2 separate regions of the Cricetulus griseus genome follow, and region 1 is linked to region 2. Evidence: chromatin contacts called from public Hi-C data. All regions are on one chromosome and are shown on one strand. The core of a region is the stretch at or near the end of the contact, and the rest is flanking DNA. Distances in the headings are between cores, read along the strand shown. Region 1 holds the start of Arid1a (AT-rich interactive domain-containing protein 1A). Region 2 has its middle 48 kb from the start of Arid1a.

Region 1 (2,700 bases), core at 185-2,684, 48 kb after region 2:
TTTCAGTTAGCAAACACAAATCTTTAGTGAGACTCTGCAGAAACAAGAATTCCAAAATCCTGCTGTGGGCTGAGGCAGGAGGACCCAGGCAAGTTCATGGCCAGTCTGGCCTCCAGGTTTCTGAAGACAACCCCCCATCCTGATCTGCCCAGTAATCACACAAACTCGTTTTTTTTTTTTTTTTTAAATATTAGTAATAGTTTTATTATCATCCCCCCCAAAAAAAAGTTAGTAATTCAACAGTGAGATGAGACATTGAACCAGAAAATTTATCCACAGTATTTGGGTGTGAAAGACTTGATGTTGTTTTCCTTCTGTTAGGTGGACCTTGGGAGTTATGTTTTATTTGAAGTCATCCACAGACCAGAACAGATCTGTATTTATTTTTATGTCATTATTATTATTTGATCACTTCTGGGAATCAAACCCCAGGGTTTCATCCAGGCAAAACGAGGGCCGTAACCACTGAATTGCATTAATCTTTTTTTATTTCACTTTTCTTTTTTTGGGGGGAAAGCTGGTGATGAAGGTAATTCTTATGTTAGCCAGAGAAGTCGGTGGATTTATGCCCAAGGCTATTTTTCCTTCGCTGACAAAAAAGTCTCATTCAGAAGTGAACATTTCTTAAAATGGGTCCTTTATTATTTTTGAAATGTACAACCTCCCAAATTGTTTTAAGACTTTGAGATAAATGGAAAACGGATCCAGAAAATCAGTGTGAGAGCCCTCCACGCTGGAAGCCTCCCGGTTCGCTCTTTGGGCATCTTAGGTGCTCGGCAGGCACAATTTTACCGCGAAGAGCTTTGGAGCGCCATCCGGACTCCGTTCCCTGCTCGCCCGCGACAATCCAGTTCATATCTTACCGCTCCTGTCTGCGAGCCGGGAGCATAATGAATTGCCTTGACTCTAGCTTCAATCCACTTTCCTCGCTTAATATGCAGCCCAAAGTTTTGCGGCTCACTGTCAGATGGTAGTGCTAGACTTTCACACTGATCCCAAAGCCTCGGCTGGGGCTGTTTCTTCACACGGAGTTACAAACTTTAAGAAACACAGCTCCAGACGGAAATCCACGCCAGGCTTTGAACTCTGCTTCTGGCTTCCGTCAACTGACACAGTTGCCCTTTTGCTCAAACTCGCAGCTCCAGTTCGCACTTGAGAGCGCTCGGCTGGGTGTCTGCTGCGGCGCCGCGGCGGGAATGTGCGGGGGCCACAGCCCGGCTCTGCACGCCTCAGCCCGGAATCCAGCCCAACACTTCCCCTTCCCAGCAACGTGCTGCCCCGAGTGCAGCAGGGCAAAGAGGTCTGCGAGGCGGCGAGGCCGACCTTTTGTTTGTTGGAGGAGTTTTGTGTTTCAGACATTTAGAGTGAGCAAACTGCGAGGGAGGAAGGACTTGTGCTCCCTGCAAGCGTCTCTTTCTTCTAGCAAACCCTCCAGGCCCAGCTTCCACATTTTGCAGTTGACTGTGTGGGATCTTCCTAGGTTCATCCCTCATTCTCAGGCCCAATCCTTGCACGCTGTGCAGCCAGAGAAAATGAGAGCACATCCTCTGCCATTTTCAGCCGGTTGCTGCCGGCAGCCCAGCCCCCTTCCCTTGGTGGTGGCAGTCGCCGGAGTTCCGGCGCCCAGGAGCGGCACCCGATCCGCGCGACCTGTGATCCAGTCCGCCTTTGCCGAGCGCCGTTCTGCCGGGCTTGGTGATAAGAACTCTCCTGTGAGAGCGAGCGAACGAGACTTTAGTCCGGTTTCCATGTCAACGATTCAGTCCATATTTGCCATCAGGCTGTCGGTGGCAGAGGCGCTTTCGTGCGGGGAGCGCTGTCCTAGCCCTGTAATCTGCGCCGGGATTCCTGAGCTGCCTGGGTGTGGGGTGAAAAGGCAGGGGCTGTGGGGGAAAAATACCCACCGAGGGGAGGACCCACGGCCCGGAGTCGGGGTCTCGCTGCTCGGGCCAGCCACGTGCCCGCTCCTCCCCTCCCCCTTTCCCGTTCCCTGTGCCCCTGGGGAAAGCGGATGGACCAGTTTCTAAGAAAGTTCCTCAGCCCAGCAGTCCTTAGGTTAACGTTGTTGAGCTTTGAGTGGAAGGGCTTGAGAGAGAAAATAAAAAGGAAATTAAAAAGTAGGGAAGTAACACACTACCTCTCCTGACCCAGGTGGATATATTTTTATGCACTTTGCCTCATTGCTAGATTAAAATGGTGACTGTTTTCAAAACAGCGTGACCACGTGTAGGGGAAGGGATTTTGGCGCTTTTCATATTCACGGCCATGGAAGAAGGCCATGTGGACTTTCCTTGAAGACAAATCCATTCTGGCTTCCAGATTTTCACTGGGCTCCAGGTTTCCCATTACACCCCAGCTCTGAGGAAAATGGCAGGGTAATTGCATGTAAAAAATTCCTCATTTGTGTGCGGGACTCAGGACTGTTTGGCAGCTCTGAGGCAGTTGATTAAATAGCAAAGCTCCATTTATGAGGCAGCCTATAATTTGGTTTCTAGGACCTAATGCACCAGTGGAGTTGTTGCTCCTGAGGACCGTGAATGAAAAGAGGGCACTGGTCCATACCAGCCAGTCCCATCATCTTGGCAGGTTCGTTTGGTTTTTGGTTGGGGGATGGGGAAGCATAGGGGCTCAGGCTATCTCCCCTCTCCAATCACCAGGAGGGTTTGTAGTGTAGGATATTCTGGATTTTTCTTGGGAGCA
Region 2 (2,700 bases), core at 182-2,681:
TTAAAAGAACAACATTTTCTTGCAAGTCTGATGTTTGTTTCGGTTTATTTCTCAGACCCCCGAGAAAGAAAATAATTTACCTGATTGGGTTGCATTTTAGGACAAAATGGACTAGAAAACGGAACCAGAGGGCGGTGTATACAATTCTCCCCGTAGCTACGGAGGCATGGGTGTGTGTGATTGTTCAGCCCCAGAAAAGGGCCAGTTAGTGACACCCGGGATGAGGACTTCATCCGGCAGCGAATTAAACAAGGCTGAGAGAGAAAGAAAAGGTGTAATTAAGCCAGTGCTGTTCGTGCCTGCTTACGGGGCCTGGCAGCAATTTGGCTGAACACCCTTCATCTTGAGAAATTTATAATTTGGCAGTAAGTTGGCACAAACCCAGCTTAATATTGCAAAATCTGGGAAATGTCGAAATGTGGCTTGCTCATTGAACTTTTCCAGGATCTCTCGAATTATTTTTCTCCTTTTCGGATTCAGAAAGCAGCGTGCCTCTTTAGAGAAGGCCACGAGGTTTTTTTTTTTTTTTTTTTTTTTAAGCACAATGTCAAGGAAACGCAGTCATGCGGGCTGCAATCAACTTTCCCGATTTCGACCTTTGTGTACACACAAGGGGAGAAAATGGGTTTCAACTGCAAAACCCGAGTTCCCGCGGTTGTTAGCCCTTTAAAAACCCCCCACACCCAGTACTTTGGTTTCCGGAGTGAGAGCCGCGCAACGCTTCGCCCCGGCCTATTCCCCGTTGTTCTAAAGTACAAGAGAGGTCGCCAGGTTAAGTGACATGTGGCACACTCTGGCTGCCCGGGCCCAAGGCGCTCCAACCGGCTTCTGGAAAGTCGCTGCAAGTTTTCTGACAGGAAACCGGCCCGTTTGAGATCGTCCCGGGTCCGGTTCCCACGGAAGCGGCGCCCCCCGACGCCTCCGTCGGAGCCGCGGCGAGCGGCAGGGGGCAGCAGCGGGAACCCGTTGTTCTGGAGGCGGGGTGGGGCGGGAAGCGCCCCCCACCTCGGCTTCCGCGCCCTCCCCTCAGCCGGGAGAAGGGCGGGGACGCCGAGCCCTCCCCCGGGAGGGGGGCGTGGGCCTCGCGCGCTCCCCTCCCCCCCGGCCGGCCGGCCGGCTCTCCTGGCGCCCCGAGGCGGGAGTTTCCAGGAAGAGCTCGGAGCGCGGCCGCACCACCGGGCGCACGGACACGTTAAGTAGTTCCTCCGCGCGTCCTCCTGAGGAGCACACTTTCTAACCGCCAGGGCCGGCTCGGGCTGCAACCCGGAAGAGATCGGGAGCGGGGGCCCGGCCGGAGGGACTCGAGGGCGGAGAGGGCTGCGAGCCCACTTTGCGCTCCTGGGGGAATGTGAGGGGGTGGCACAACGAGTTCCGGCCGAGGGCTCGGGCGCGCCCGGTGGAGTGAAGCGCCGCGCAGTCGAAGCGCTCACAGAGTTAAAGTGGGCGGGAAAACCCGGAGCGGACTCCCTCGCGGTAGCGCGCCCAGGCCCTCCCGCCCCGCTCCTCGTGGGGGAGGGGAGAGGGAGGCGCGGAGCCCCTGCCCTGGGCTCCCTAACCCCCAACTGAAGGAACAGGTGTCCGCCCGCCCCCTCGAGGGGCCCCCCGCAGGCCTCGGGGGGCCGCGTGTCGCGGGAGGGCGGGGCGGCCCCTCCTCTTCCCGCGTGCGCACCGTCGGTGCTGGCCGCACCGCGGCAGCGAGCCTGCCGGGCCCGCGGGCCTGAGGAGCGGGGCGCGCATGCGTGCGGTGGGAGCGCGCTTCCCGCCCCTTTCCTGAGCGAGTTCGCCCCTCCCCTCCCCCCACGTTCCTCAGCCGCCACCTCAAAGCCTCCCCCGCAGCCCGCGCGCTGTCCTCGGGGGAGGTGGCCGGTCTCGCCCGTCCACTGACTAACCCCTTCACCCCAGTTTCGCCCCGCCTCTGGCCGAGCTCCGGTACAAACTCTGCCGCCGAGGGCTCGGCTTTCACATTCCCGCCTCCGCCCTCCGTCTCCCTCCCAACCCTAAAGCACTTCCTGCAAACTGCCGGCTGCGCGGCTGCTTTCCTTTCCGTTGCGGGTGCGGCACCTCCCTGTACCCCGGCTCTCTCTGCCTAGCCTGCTCCATTTTACAGACGGGAAACTCAGGGTCGACCCCTTAGGGCCACTGGAGTTTTCCCCAAAAATGAAGCACGAGAACTGCCATCCCGGAAGGCTAAATCTCGACTTTGCACGATTTAAGCTATTTCATCACCAGCCTACTAGGACCCTGCGATCCCTCTGTTCTCCAACAGCCCAGGGAAGCAGTTACCCCAAGTCATGTGAGAAAGACTTCTAAGAGAGGGAGGAGAGTTATTTGCTAAACATTTTTGGTTTCCCTGTTTTGTTTTTGTGTGTGTGTGACAAGTCGTAGCCCAGGCTGGTTTCCAACTCTAGCTCAGGATGACCTTGAGTTTCTGATCATCCCTTGTCCCCGTTGCTGACAATTCGAATCCAAGGCCTCGTGCTGGCTATCAACTGCTTGCTACAGCTCCACTGTTGAGTCAACTTTAAACATATATTTTCTTAGACTTTGTAGATTTCTTATATTTTGTAATTCTGGTATTCTCTCCTCCACTCAAGACCAGAGATTCCTTGAGATTTGAAAAGACTCCAGATGTGGCTCAGGCTGACCTTGAACTCATGATCCTACTGCATCCTTCACTACATCTGGCTCTATTTTATCTTC

Evidence for each region. Hi-C and Micro-C count contacts between places; a contact is called where the count stands out from the background.
Region 1: a Hi-C map of fibroblasts shows a contact between it and region 2, with 5 times the contacts expected there. The contact joins the promoter of Arid1a here to the enhancer-like site in region 2. A contact is called at or near these places in 6 of 8 Hi-C or Micro-C datasets (the CHK-Q cell line, the CHL-YN cell line, the CHO-K1 cell line and 2 more).

Annotation. Positions count from the first base shown.
Region 1 is chr2:19,511,564-19,514,263 of CriGri-PICRH-1.0, forward strand. Arid1a (AT-rich interactive domain-containing protein 1A) reads left to right here and starts at 1,435. Exons shown (of 21, transcript XM_027399603.2): 1 at 1,435-2,375; 2 at 2,496-2,586.
Region 2 is chr2:19,463,535-19,466,234 of CriGri-PICRH-1.0, forward strand. No RefSeq gene overlaps it. Among named protein-coding and RNA genes, the nearest start is that of Arid1a, 48 kb to the right of the region's middle. Within about 2 kb of position 1,432, at least 6 of the 6 cell types and tissues checked have open chromatin away from gene starts, as enhancers often do. A contact at or near this core is called in the CHO-K1 cell line and fibroblasts, where this site is marked.